Regions from separate parts of the Mus musculus genome. Here regions 1, 2 and 4 are each linked to region 3. A link is a contact called in public Hi-C, HiChIP or PLAC-seq and Micro-C data. All regions are on one chromosome and are shown on one strand. The core of a region is the stretch at or near the end of the contact, and the rest is flanking DNA. Distances in the headings are between cores, read along the strand shown. Region 1 holds the start of Lactb (lactamase, beta). Region 2 has its middle 13 kb from the start of Gm30639. Region 3 has its middle 23 kb from the start of Mir190a. Region 4 has its middle 24 kb from the start of Gm10646.

Evidence for each region. A called contact is a pair of places that touch in the nucleus more often than the background predicts. HiChIP or PLAC-seq counts read pairs in DNA pulled down with a chosen protein or histone mark.
Region 1: a Hi-C map of embryonic fibroblasts shows a contact between it and region 3, with 2.8 times the contacts expected there. The contact joins the promoter of Lactb here to the enhancer-like site in region 3. A contact is called at or near these places in 7 of 39 promoter capture datasets (the 3T3-L1 cell line, embryonic stem cells, hippocampal neurons and 3 more), 5 of 484 Hi-C or Micro-C datasets (the C2C12 cell line, embryonic fibroblasts, gonadal supporting cells and 2 more) and 6 of 115 datasets of contacts at active chromatin or transcription factors (embryonic fibroblasts, embryonic stem cells, epiblast stem cells and 1 more).
Region 2: a Micro-C map of embryonic fibroblasts shows a contact between it and region 3, with 4 times the contacts expected there. The contact joins two enhancer-like sites. A contact is called at or near these places in 2 of 484 Hi-C or Micro-C datasets (differentiating embryonic stem cells and embryonic fibroblasts), 5 of 115 datasets of contacts at active chromatin or transcription factors (embryonic stem cells, epiblast stem cells, extraembryonic endoderm stem cells and 1 more) and 1 of 9 other capture datasets (pancreatic islet).
Region 4: an H3K27ac HiChIP or PLAC-seq map of embryonic fibroblasts shows a contact between it and region 3, with 18 read pairs. The contact joins two enhancer-like sites. A contact is called at or near these places in 1 of 15 datasets of contacts at CTCF or cohesin (the NIH/3T3 cell line), 3 of 484 Hi-C or Micro-C datasets (the CH12 cell line, cortical neurons and nephron progenitors) and 6 of 115 datasets of contacts at active chromatin or transcription factors (embryonic fibroblasts, embryonic stem cells, epiblast stem cells and 2 more).

The regions. Positions count from the first base shown.
Region 1 is chr9:66,973,899-66,976,750 of GRCm38.p6, forward strand. Lactb (lactamase, beta) reads right to left here and starts at 1,586. Exons shown (of 6, transcript NM_030717.1): 1 at 1,143-1,586; 2 at 820-886. The coding sequence starts at 1,493.
Region 2 is chr9:67,024,078-67,026,857 of GRCm38.p6, forward strand. It overlaps a transcript of Tpm1 not described here. Among named protein-coding and RNA genes, the nearest start is that of Gm30639, 13 kb to the left of the region's middle. Within about 2 kb of position 1,489, at least 71 of the 459 cell types and tissues checked have an H3K27ac peak or open chromatin away from gene starts, as enhancers often do. A contact at or near this core is called in embryonic fibroblasts and pancreatic cancer cells, where this site is marked.
Region 3 is chr9:67,212,064-67,214,836 of GRCm38.p6, forward strand. No RefSeq gene overlaps it. Among named protein-coding and RNA genes, the nearest start is that of Mir190a, 23 kb to the right of the region's middle. Within about 2 kb of position 1,413, at least 44 of the 459 cell types and tissues checked have an H3K27ac peak or open chromatin away from gene starts, as enhancers often do. A contact at or near this core is called in the C2C12 cell line, embryonic fibroblasts, embryonic stem cells and 2 more, where this site is marked.
Region 4 is chr9:67,076,716-67,079,446 of GRCm38.p6, forward strand. No RefSeq gene overlaps it. Among named protein-coding and RNA genes, the nearest start is that of Gm10646, 24 kb to the right of the region's middle. Within about 2 kb of position 1,361, at least 54 of the 459 cell types and tissues checked have an H3K27ac peak or open chromatin away from gene starts, as enhancers often do. A contact at or near this core is called in embryonic fibroblasts, where this site is marked.

The sequences.
Region 1 (2,852 bases), core at 336-2,835, 240 kb before region 3:
AAATAAATAAATCTTTTTTCTTTTTTTTTTAAATGGCTCTCTCAAAGCTTCTAACCTTGGAGAGGGATGGATGCCAGGGTCTCTACATGCTCAGGCTGGCCTCACACACATCATGTGACCTTAAGCTTCTGATCCTCCAGCTTCTACGTCCTGAGGAATGGGATCATGGGTCCATACCACTTTGATTTATGTGGTGCAAGGGATTATACCCAGAACTTGTACCCAAAAGCAAGCACCAACTGAGCTCCATCCCAAACCACTTCAAGCTTGTCGTTAAAAACAAAACAGGTAACACTCTGTCTAGTAAATGTAATAATAAACTGTAAATCATTAAGGACCAGGGATATCATGTATTCTTAATACTTGGTATAGTGCCTTTTACAGAAGTGGGGAATAAAAAAATTACAGAATGAAAGAATAAAAATATGCAGAAACTGACATTTTAGTTACTAATAAGGGTTATCTAATATGTAATAGTGGTAATTTAATGGATTGTTCTACATTCCATTTTCAGACCAATTCTTAAGAGTAAACTGGGAGAAGAAACAGCATTTTGAACACATCCACGTACTTGAGTCACACAATTTAATTATTTACTTTATTTTGCCCTCACACATGGAGGCTAAGCAAGTGAGCTTCCACTGAGCTATACTCCTAGCCCAGTTAGTTACATTTTAAACTTTCCAGTGATAAATAAAACAGCCTGATTATTCTAGGGATACATTGTCTCTACAAATGTGCCACTTTTTGCAACTCCAACCTGTAAAACATCAGTATTTTATTTTACCAATAACAAAATGGGCTACCTGCTGAACTCACCTTCTGACCAGACTTCTTTTCCATCTACAGAAACTCCAACCACGATGCCGGGGGCACCAACCTCATCCTAAGAGAAAAGAAAGACCCTGGTGGTTCAAAAGTAGACTGACTCCGCCCACTCTGCGGTCCCGCCCACCAGGAGGGCAATGGTTCTGCTCCGATTGCCCTGGCCGTCGGAGTGCACAGGACTCTAAAGGGGAAGGGGCGGGCCCCTCCGCGACCGGTGACCTCAGCTGCTACTTGAGCAGCCCTAAGAGCGTCAGCCCGCGGCCAGGCAGTCAGAAAAACGGAAGCCGCCGCCCTGACGCCCACTGGGCCCGCACCTTGATCCGGTGTAGCAGATCGCGGCTGCTCTCGATGGCTCTGGAGAAGCCCCTGGCTGCTGGCGGCGCAGGCGTGTGCGGGCTCCCCGGGCTCAGGGCCTGCTCGTGCGATAACTCGGTAGTGCCGGACGCCTCGGGGTCCGCGGGGGACTGAATGGGGACGGCGCCCCGCAGCCCGACCACCAGCTTCGCGCCGAGAGCCAGCCCCAGCCCGAGCCCCAGGCCGCCGGCCCAACCAAGGCCCAGCACAGGCAGGCCCGGTCGCCTGTGCGCCCCGCGCCGCCCTCCGTCCCAGGCTGGGCCTGCGGTGGCCGCAGCCCGAGCTGTCACGCTTGACAGGAGCCGGTACATGTTGCCTCCGCAGAGCCGGCTGCCTCCTAGCTTGCTCCGGCTTGGCCCGCGGCGGGCGGGACGAGGGGGCGGGGCTGAGGCGGGGCTTTACAGTACCTCTCAGTCAAGGCCGGGTGGGTGAGCGACGAGCGCATCGAGCGCCTGGTCCTCGTCTCCTTTCTAGCCTTCTGGCTACTAATCCTCTTTGGTTCCACCCCTCCTTTTCTTGCTTTCTTTTCCCTCCCTCTTTTTCATATCTTTCTTCCTTCTTTTATCTTCTCCTTTTCCTCTCTCTTCTCTCCCTTTAGCTCTAACCTCCCTCTCTTGTTTTCTTTTTCTCTCGCATCCCACATTCCTCCCTCTATCCTCTTTTCTCTTTCCCTCTCTTTATTTCTGATTCTCTCCTCTTTCTCCTTCCCACTTTAGTTTCTACCTGTCCCTCAAGCCTCTCTTTTCCTTTTCTCCTCCTCATCTCTCTCCTTTTCCATGCTTCTTCTCTCTCACAACACACATGATATCCTTAGACAAGTCTCCTGTCACAGCAACACCCTCTTGCCACCTTATGCCTATGTTAACAACACTCGCCCCTTTGTTTGACTGAGATGCACAGTGGTTAAAACACTTGCCATGCAAACACAAGGACTGGAATTCAAATCCCCAGTATCCGGGTGAAAATGCCCAGTGGGCATGGCGCCTACCTGTAACGGATTGAGAAACCCAGCCTCAATCCAAAGTTAGAAGCGCAATTATAGATGGTTTCCAACATAGTCTGGGACGTTCTCAGGCAAATGCTAATATGCATGTATATACATGCACACACACAAAAGTGGGAAAAAGCAAACCTGATGTGGGTTTTTTTCATTCTTTTAGGAGAATTTTATGTCTTGACTCGCCTTCCTGCCCAGTGACAATCATTCTAGCAAACATTAATCATCGTAACTGCTCTGGAGATTGGTTGTGTTGTCTGACATCAGTTCCATGAGGAAACTGGAGTAAAGGGAGGCTAAGGGATTTGTCTAAATCTACAGAGTTGTCAGGTGATGGCCCAGAAATGTACCTTCTCAGCCTTCCTCTCTTGTCAGAGGGTTTGAAGGGTTCTACGATCAGAGGCGTGGGCGGTGAATCAGCTTCCCAGTGGTGCGATGGATGCAGCTGCAGCTAGTATTATTACATGGCCAGGGTCCACTGGGCGCTACAGCTGCCCTTCCACACCCAGTCCTGTTCTCTGAAGCAAACTCTAGCCAGGCTACTCTCAGTTCTCTTCCTGAGTAGGAAACTCTTCCACAGTTTCTCACAGCTCAAGGCTGCGTTGCTAGAGTGACCCTATCTTTCTTCAAAATACCTGCCTGAGAAAGATCAGAGTTTCCAAACGCAGTTACT
Region 2 (2,780 bases), core at 239-2,738, 190 kb before region 3:
AATAACATTTCAAACAACTACACAGGTTATGAAGATGTTAGGAATACAAAGTTGTAAGAGATATTTAAAGCAGGACTCACAGCTGTTTAGAGGAAATAGACATTTTTTTCCTTTTTTGGGGGGGGGCGGGGGGGAGGAGGAGTCCTCATTATCAATCAGTTCAAGGAGGACCTGCTGCTGCAGGAAGAGCTGAATTGATTGGTATAAATATCTTTACATATACATAATATATTGTAAAAACTCCTTGGTTATTGAGGATTTAATGAAGCTATACAAAGGGAAACACGGGCCAGGCAGGCAGCCCTCCAGCCAATGCCCTTCCTTCCCATTTCTCCAGGTAGTTATCCTTTTCTAACCCCGTGAGTCACAGATTTTCTGGACATGGACTCCATTCCTAGAACATGGCCCAAGTTTTTAATCCTCATTCAGGGCCAGCTTTAGCTCGTTAGTTAGGCGGCGGTTTTGCTCGAGTTGATGGTAGAGTTGATCTGGACAGGTCAGCAAGGGTTAGCAGAAAAGAAGAGGCAGAAGGAAGAGGTTAGCTAGAGTCAGCGAGAGATGGTTAACAGGCTGGGAACACCATTCTCAGGACAGCAACTATATACCCTGGCCCCAGGCCCTCTGCCCTGGGTCCCCGAGAGTGTATGTAGAGGTGTGATGGAAAGAGGTGTAGGACACAGGAAGGAACCAATGCTCCCCTTGCACTTCCTTCAAGCCAGTGAACGCAGTCGTGTGTAGTTTAGGACAACAGATTTGGAGACTGAGGCCAGGCTAGAGGCCAGCCCCAGCCACTCATGCCTTGTTGGAGTTCAGTGGAGATTCTAGGTGAGCCCCTGACTAGCCTACTTCTGTACACTCTTCCTGAACCCCATCCTCTCTGCTCAGGGTGCTGCTGAGCCGGTGCTATGGTTTCTGTCCCACGGAATCTCCCTCCTCCCATCCCCCACACCAAGGCACATCCAAAGGCCGAACCCAACCTCGATAGTGTGTTACCCACAGCAGACAAGCATTTATCTCCACTCCACACTGATTCAGAGCTTATCTGCGTGCCTCAAGAGGACGACACTCAGGCTGGGCGCCGACGGCATGCATAAAGTAAATAAAACTGGGCCAGGAAGATGACTCAGCGGGCAAAGGTGCCCGTCACAGAGCCTGATGCAAGAGTTTGATCCCCAGGGTCTCCATAAGGGAAGGAAAACACCAACTCCTGTAAGTTATCTTCTGACTTCACATTGTTGTCTGTGGAAACCCCCACCCCTAAAAAAAAACCTCAAACAAACTCTCTCAAACCTCCATATTTGTCTAATGCGATACAAACTTTGTGTATTGCCATGGGATCCATTCGGGTGGCAAAGCAGTTCACCACAGGACTCTGCCGGTGTCAGATGGTCAGGGGACACCTGGCAACAGGTCAAGGACTAGCGCACACTAGGGAAACTGGCATGTGTGACTGCTTTGAATGACAGTGACTATGGACGTGGACATTCTGCTTGATGACCTTGGAGAGCTAACAACCCTACTGCCTACTGGTCAAAGCCAGCCCTCACTGCTGGGAAATGGAGTGCTTCCGTCAACTTCCTCCCATAAGTGGTAGAAGGTGAGGCAAACTGCTGTGGTCCTTCTGTTTGCTGTGTACTATGAAGAACTATGTCAACCCATGCCTTTTCTCTTAACTTATATTTAAAACTTCATTCAACTCTCATCTCCTCCAGACAGCACCCAGTGACACTTTCTGTTCTCTATTGGCTCAAAACCCACAATATCTACCAGAGTACACTCACCTCGTTCCTGTTCCCACACATGGCCTGCTTATACAGGACAAAGAACACACCCAGCTCAGCTCCTCTCATACCCTGCTACCTTCCAGTGTCTCCCACATACTTAAGAGGTTACAAAATAGAAAACCAATTACTACACCCACAGCATCATGGTGGGAAACCACCACTGTGACAGCCGACAAAAGGTGCCATTTGCAGAACCCAAATGTTTAGCCATTAGAACAGAAGAACACTGGAGAATCCAGAGGCCAATCAGGAATTCAGCTCACACCTCAGTGTTCCCCAACTCAACCCACTTTGGGCCTTGTTCCTTCTAGCTGCAGGGTAGCCAGTGACTGGGGTGACCCGAGGGCAGGCACATTTCTAAGTGTTCACCCTCCTGTTCTGCACAGACCCCAGCTGTCTTGAGGTCTCTGGTCTCACAGCTGGCAGCGATGTTTGTCTGGGCCAACTGAGGCTCTTGGAAGAGTCACGGATACAGGCTGGCCTGTGGCCTGTTAAACAGACTCCTGATAACCTCAACTTGCTGCGTGCACACCTTAAGCTACATGGGATCTGCTTTTATGACCCGCTCGATCCCATTTCTCCCGCAGTGAACACTCATAGAAAGTCTGAGAAGATCTCTGGGGGAGCCAAGAAATTTGTACCTCAAGATGAAGGAACGACAGACAGCTCGGCACAACTCCGAGCGTCTTGCTTCCACTGTGACAGATCACTCAGAAAGAGCACAGCTCTTAGTCTGAATTTTAAAAAGAACCAGGTTCCTAAATCATGGTGAGAAGCAGGCCCATGGAGCATTAGGGAAAGGGAAAGAAAAAAAAAAAAAGAGAAAAAACAAAACAAAACAAAAAAACCCCCCAGAAACCTATAGAAGCCATTGCAGCCTTCAGTGGAGTGACTCTGCCTGGATCCTAAAATTAGAGCCTACCATGCCACTAACTAAAATATTTTAATTCAGACCCTTTGTTTCTAAAAAAAAAAAAAAAAAAAAAAAAAAAAAAA
Region 3 (2,773 bases), core at 163-2,662:
GTCACTTCTCTGAAGCCCAAAGCTCTTACGTGTTCTTTTTGCTTCCTTCCTTTGTCTCCAGACATTGAAGGAAGAAAGCCTGAGGTGTTGAACTGCAAGTGCCTATGGCCCAGGTGCCTGCACGGTTTATTAAAGAAACCTTTCTCTCTGTCTCCCCGTTTTTCTTCTAGACGGCCCTTTGTGGGTCCAGGCCATGAGCACCGTCTTCTAGGGACCAGGTCACACCATCAGAAGTCTTTTCTCTATTTCAGTAACAACTTTCTTTGGGTTGGATCCTGTACTGGCTATTTTTTTATGTCAGCTTGACACAAGCTAGGCTCACTGGGAAGAAAGAATCTTAAGTGAGAAAATACTTTCATATGATTGGTCCATAGGGAAGACTTATAGGGCATTTCTTGATATATAATTGATGGAGGAGGGCTTAGCTCACTGTGGGCACTGCCATCCTAAGCTAGTAATCCAGAACACTATAAGAAAGCAGGCCGAACAAGCCACGGGGAGCAAGCCAGTAGCAGCTCTCCTCCATGGCCTCTGCTTCAGCTCCTGACTCTAGATTCCTTTCCTGAGTTTCTGCCCTGACTTCTTGATGATGAACTGTGATCCAGAAGTGAAAGGGAAAGAACTCTTTGCTCCCTAATTTGCTGTTGGTCATAGTGTTTAGTTACAGCCATAGGAACATTAATAGACCCTAGCTTCCAGCTTTGTCAGTGGTGAGAGTTGACAAAGAGGTGCCAGTATATTAAGGATCAAATTGTGTTTCTTCGAAGCTGTGTTCGGAAGGGACTCCTAGCAAAGCACTCTTTGGAGGAGCTGTTTTGGACAGCTAGGGTGGGGCTGTATAGGTGAATAAGGAAGACAAGACAGCTGTGGTGGGCAGTAACTGTTTACGCACAGTCTTATGTTGCGTGTTCAAAGTTCAAACCAGAGGGCCCTCAAACACTGGTCACCAACAAACTAAATCCATCCTGTCTAAGCCATTTCATAGCTTTGGAAGCTGGTGAGGTTACATGCAACACGATGTGACCCCTGCCTGTGGCCTAGAAGAGGCTATCTCAAAGATGAAACATAGGCAGGTAATAATTCTAGTGATATTTTAGAGTAGGACTCTGATGAATTCAAGGTGTGGTTGCAAAAGCATTTGTCCCTAGATCATACAATAATTAAAACAACACCAACCAAAAAATCCCCAAGGATAAAAATACTGGTGTGATAGCATGGATTCCACGGTCTCTGGAGATATTGGACACACACAGATGTCTTCAAGCCCTCAAGAAGTTCCAGAGACACACAAAGATATTCACCTACACTTTGCTTCTTAAATTTTTCCTAGAAACTTTTTTCCCTCCAGAGAGACAGGGACACTCTACTAATGTCCCATGGAACCACACTGCCCCCTGTGGAACAGCCTGGTGCTGGCCAACTGTGCTGCTGGCTGCAAACATGGCTACCTTCTAAGACATGGGGCAGGGCTGTCCTGACAAGTCAAGCCTGCATGTCTGAAGATCGTGGGGCAAAGTTGCACTGGTGCGAGATCCCCTGCGCGTCTCTCTTCTCCCCTTTGGGATGAAGCTCCACACTCTACATTTTAGCACTGTCAATCTCCGTTTCTACACTTTACAGTTTTAGCCTTTTATGATTTTTCTCTCCTCCCCCTCCCCACAGCTCCAAACATCCTCCACTGCTGCTAAAAGCTCGACCTTGGCCAATTGCTTCCCTGGCTGCCTTTGATGGGCAGCTCCAGCCATCTCCTGGGCAGCTTGAGTTCCTGTCCCTCTCTGAAACTCTGGGTCCTTCTAGCAAGTGGAAGTGGGACTGACTTCTCCAGAGCCTAAGGTCTTGGAGGAAAGTAATGTTTTCTACAGACCCGGGTGCTGAAGTAACGACAGCCCTCCGTCTTCCTTCCTGCTTCTCTAACGATCCCTATAACATCAGAGTGCTGGGAGCACAGAGCCACCAGCTTTGCTCTGGATCTCTTTACACCTTGGGTCACCCAAGCCCCACACGCCTATGGAAGAGGATCAGCCTTCTGATGAAACCTGGAGCATTTCTGCAGCACAGTTCGGAGCAGAGGAGAACCAAACTTCCTTTTCCAAGCTGTAGAATTCCTGAAGCCAGAATTGAAGGGGAATTCTAAATATGGTCCCAAGGGTTTGGGCCTTGTACTGACCTTCTTAGGTAATGCCCCTGGACAGACCATCCTGTCCTTGCCCCAGTCCACCCTGGAACACAATGCCAGAGGCTTTCTTACTCTGGGGGAAATGGCGCAAGCAATTCTGTTGTGTTCAGGGCAAAGATGTTTAAATGACAATGCCCAGGGGAATGTCTCTCAGACACATAGTTACCATGGCACACAGGTGTTCCAGAGGACCCAGATTTGTTTCCTGTAAGCACTCTTGTAAGGCAGCACTCAACCACCAACTACCTGCAATTACAGTTCCAAGGAATCCTGTGCTCTCTGGCCTCTGTGGTGTGTTTAAACATATTCATTCTCTCTCTCTCTCTCTCTCTCTCTCTCTCTCTCTCTCTCTCTCTCTCTCATACACACACACACACAACTTTTTAAAGATGTCATGGTCAAAAAAAGGGGGGGCAAAGTAGGATTCTGGGAGCATCATTTGGAAGACATCACTGGCTGAGCAGCAGAGAGGAAGGTTCTTAGTCAGTGACCTCTGGATGCCCCCTTCCTGCCACAAACATATATGGAATGGAATGGTCCTGTGGTCTTTCCTCTCTCCCAACCCCCACATCCCTCATTGCTCAGGAGCCTCTAGTA
Region 4 (2,731 bases), core at 111-2,610, 140 kb before region 3:
CCTTGATGATAATGGACTGAACCTCTGAACCTGTAAAGCAGCCCCAACTAAATGTTGTTTTTATAAGACTTGCCTTGGTCATGGTGTCTGTTCACAGTAGTAAAACCCTAACTAAGACAGTGATGAACAACAATGTGGAAGTGTAATCTGAATAAACCCTTTCCTCCCCAATTTGCTTCTTGGTCATGATGTTTGTGCAGGAATAGAAATCCTGACTAAGACACCCCTCTTAGCTAAAATCTTTCTCTCTCTCTCTCTCTCTCTCTCTCTCTCTCTCTCTCTCTCCCTCTCTCTCTGCCTTTTCTTTTTCAAGGCAGAATTTTTCTGTATGTAGCCCTGTCCTAGAACTCATTTTGTAGACCAGGCTGGCCTTGAACTTACAGAGATCCACCTGCTTCTGCCTCCCAAGTTCTAGGACTTAAGTCTACCACCACCCAGTATTCAAATTTCTTCCCAAAGACTTATTTTAAATTTTTAATTATGGATGTGGGGTGAGTGGGAGGTGAACATAGCTACTCAGAGGCCAGAAGAAGATGCTGCACTTCTGGAGTTAGACTTACAGCTACATCCTCCGGAATGCCAGTCCTCCGGAAGTACAGTATGAGCTCTTCTTAGCTGTTGAACCATCTTTTCAGGCCCTCTTTTTTCTCAAATGTTATCCAGCTTGTAAAGGAGGAGGGGGGTCCATCTTTATTATTGGCAATGGCACAAACCACAAACCTCTGAGGCACTTTGGAGACAGTTTCCTTTTGATTCATAGACACAAGACAAGAGATGTGAAGTGTTTTCCTGGCGCCTGCCTGTGGTTACTCACTAGGGTGGATGTTTAATACGACCAGACACACAGCACTAATGCTATTCTCATCCCGAGGCCCCAACACATTTTTATACCTTTGAGGCCACAACGCGTTTTCATACCTTTAAGCCTTAGTTAACTCACCTGGCCACGTAGTGGTCGTTCTGTGGTTTGCTCACAAAGCGTTAAGCACAGTGTCAGCTGCTGCTGTCTTTCTATCACTAAGTACTCAGTAGATATCTAAACCCGACCTCTCCTTGTCCTGCCTCACAGTGTTGACACTCAGATAAGGCAGGCAGCAGATACTGGGCACTTGCAAGGAGGTTGCAAGGAGACACTGTTGTTAGGTCAACTGCTAAACTTAAAAGGAATACTGGGTGTGTGTGGAAGGATTGCAGGCTTTTGAGCTGACCCGGGAGGAGTGGGGGGAGGGAGGGAGGGAGGATTAAGGAACCCTGTGAAGCTAAAATAGTCTTGGAACAAATGAAATGAAGACCTTGCTCCTCCTGGAAGGTGACGCTCTCTGGCAAGTATTTCCCACACTAATGGGGCTGTGGTAACTGCTGTGCACTGGAGCAAGTCCTTCCCTTAGAAGCTGAGGGAGAGAAGGAGTGTAACCTGAGACCTGGCTCCAGTGACCTGAAACATCTGTGGACATAGTACCAGCCTTCCGCACCACAGACAAGCTGGGGCTGTGCTTTGTGTCTTACACCTGAGTCCTACTTCTCTGACCTGGCTGGGAAGGACACTTGGGCTTTGCAGACTGATACGTTGCTATCTGTAAACTGCCTTTCTTAGTCACTTCCCCTAGTACTGAGAGGAGCCCAGCTTTTCACTGTTCCCCCACCTCCCACCCCACACCATCACCTTATTTGGCATTCTGGGTGTTGGTGGCCAGGGTCTGCAGCCGTGTTCTGTGCTAACAATATAACAGTATTTTGCAAACTCTGATTCATTCCTAGGCATCCTGCTAGGTGCAGAAAAAGCACAAAGCTCTCTGCTAAAGACAGCATACACTCTGCTACTACTGTTCAGCTGCTAGTAGTCTAAGTTAGGACCTGCAGGGGCTCAATAGTAAAGGGGCTTGCTGTGCACGTCTTGGATCCCTAGAACCCCTGTAAAGGCTTGTGTGTACCTATCAACCCCTCCTCCCCAGAATCCACATGAAGAAGGAAGGAGAAAAACAACCCACAAAGCTGTTCACGACACACAGGCAGCTCCATCATGTGAGCGTGCGCAAAATTAAAAAAAAACAAACCGGATAATTAGTGAGCCAGGCATGGTCATTCATGCCTTTAATTCTAGGACTCGGGAGGAGAGGCAGGTGGACCTCTGCAAGTTTGAGGCCAGCCTGGTCTACAGAGTGAGTTCCAGGACAGTCACAGAGATACATCTAAAGGCCTGTGATACCACCAGTCACAGCTAATCTTGAGCTTCTGATTTTTCTGGCCCTGATGGAATTACAGAAGTGTACTACCACATCTGCCTTTATTTAGTGCTGGAGGTTGAGCACAGGGCCTCATGCATGTTGGGCAAGCAGTCTACTGATGGAACTATATCCCAGGTCTCCACATTAGTGCTTTAGAAAGATACAGAGGGGTCCATAGCATGAATTGAGTGGTCCTTGTTGATCATATCTTATCCTTGGATAGTCCCTTCCCACACTGAATCAAGGTTGAGGCACCAGGACAGGAGATGCAGTGAACAAGGTAATGTGTGACTGCTAAAGCTAGGCCTAGAGGCATTGAACCGTCTTCTCTGGTCTCCTGAATAAGCAGTTGGGAAAGCTTAGTTACCATGTTCTGAGAACCCCACAGGCTGCCTCCTAGAGAGGAGCCAACTTGCCAACCAGGATGGGTAAACCAGTGACTTGTGACACAACAATTGGAGATGGGGCAGAAAGGAGGTGTTATGGGAGAAGGCAACAATTACTGG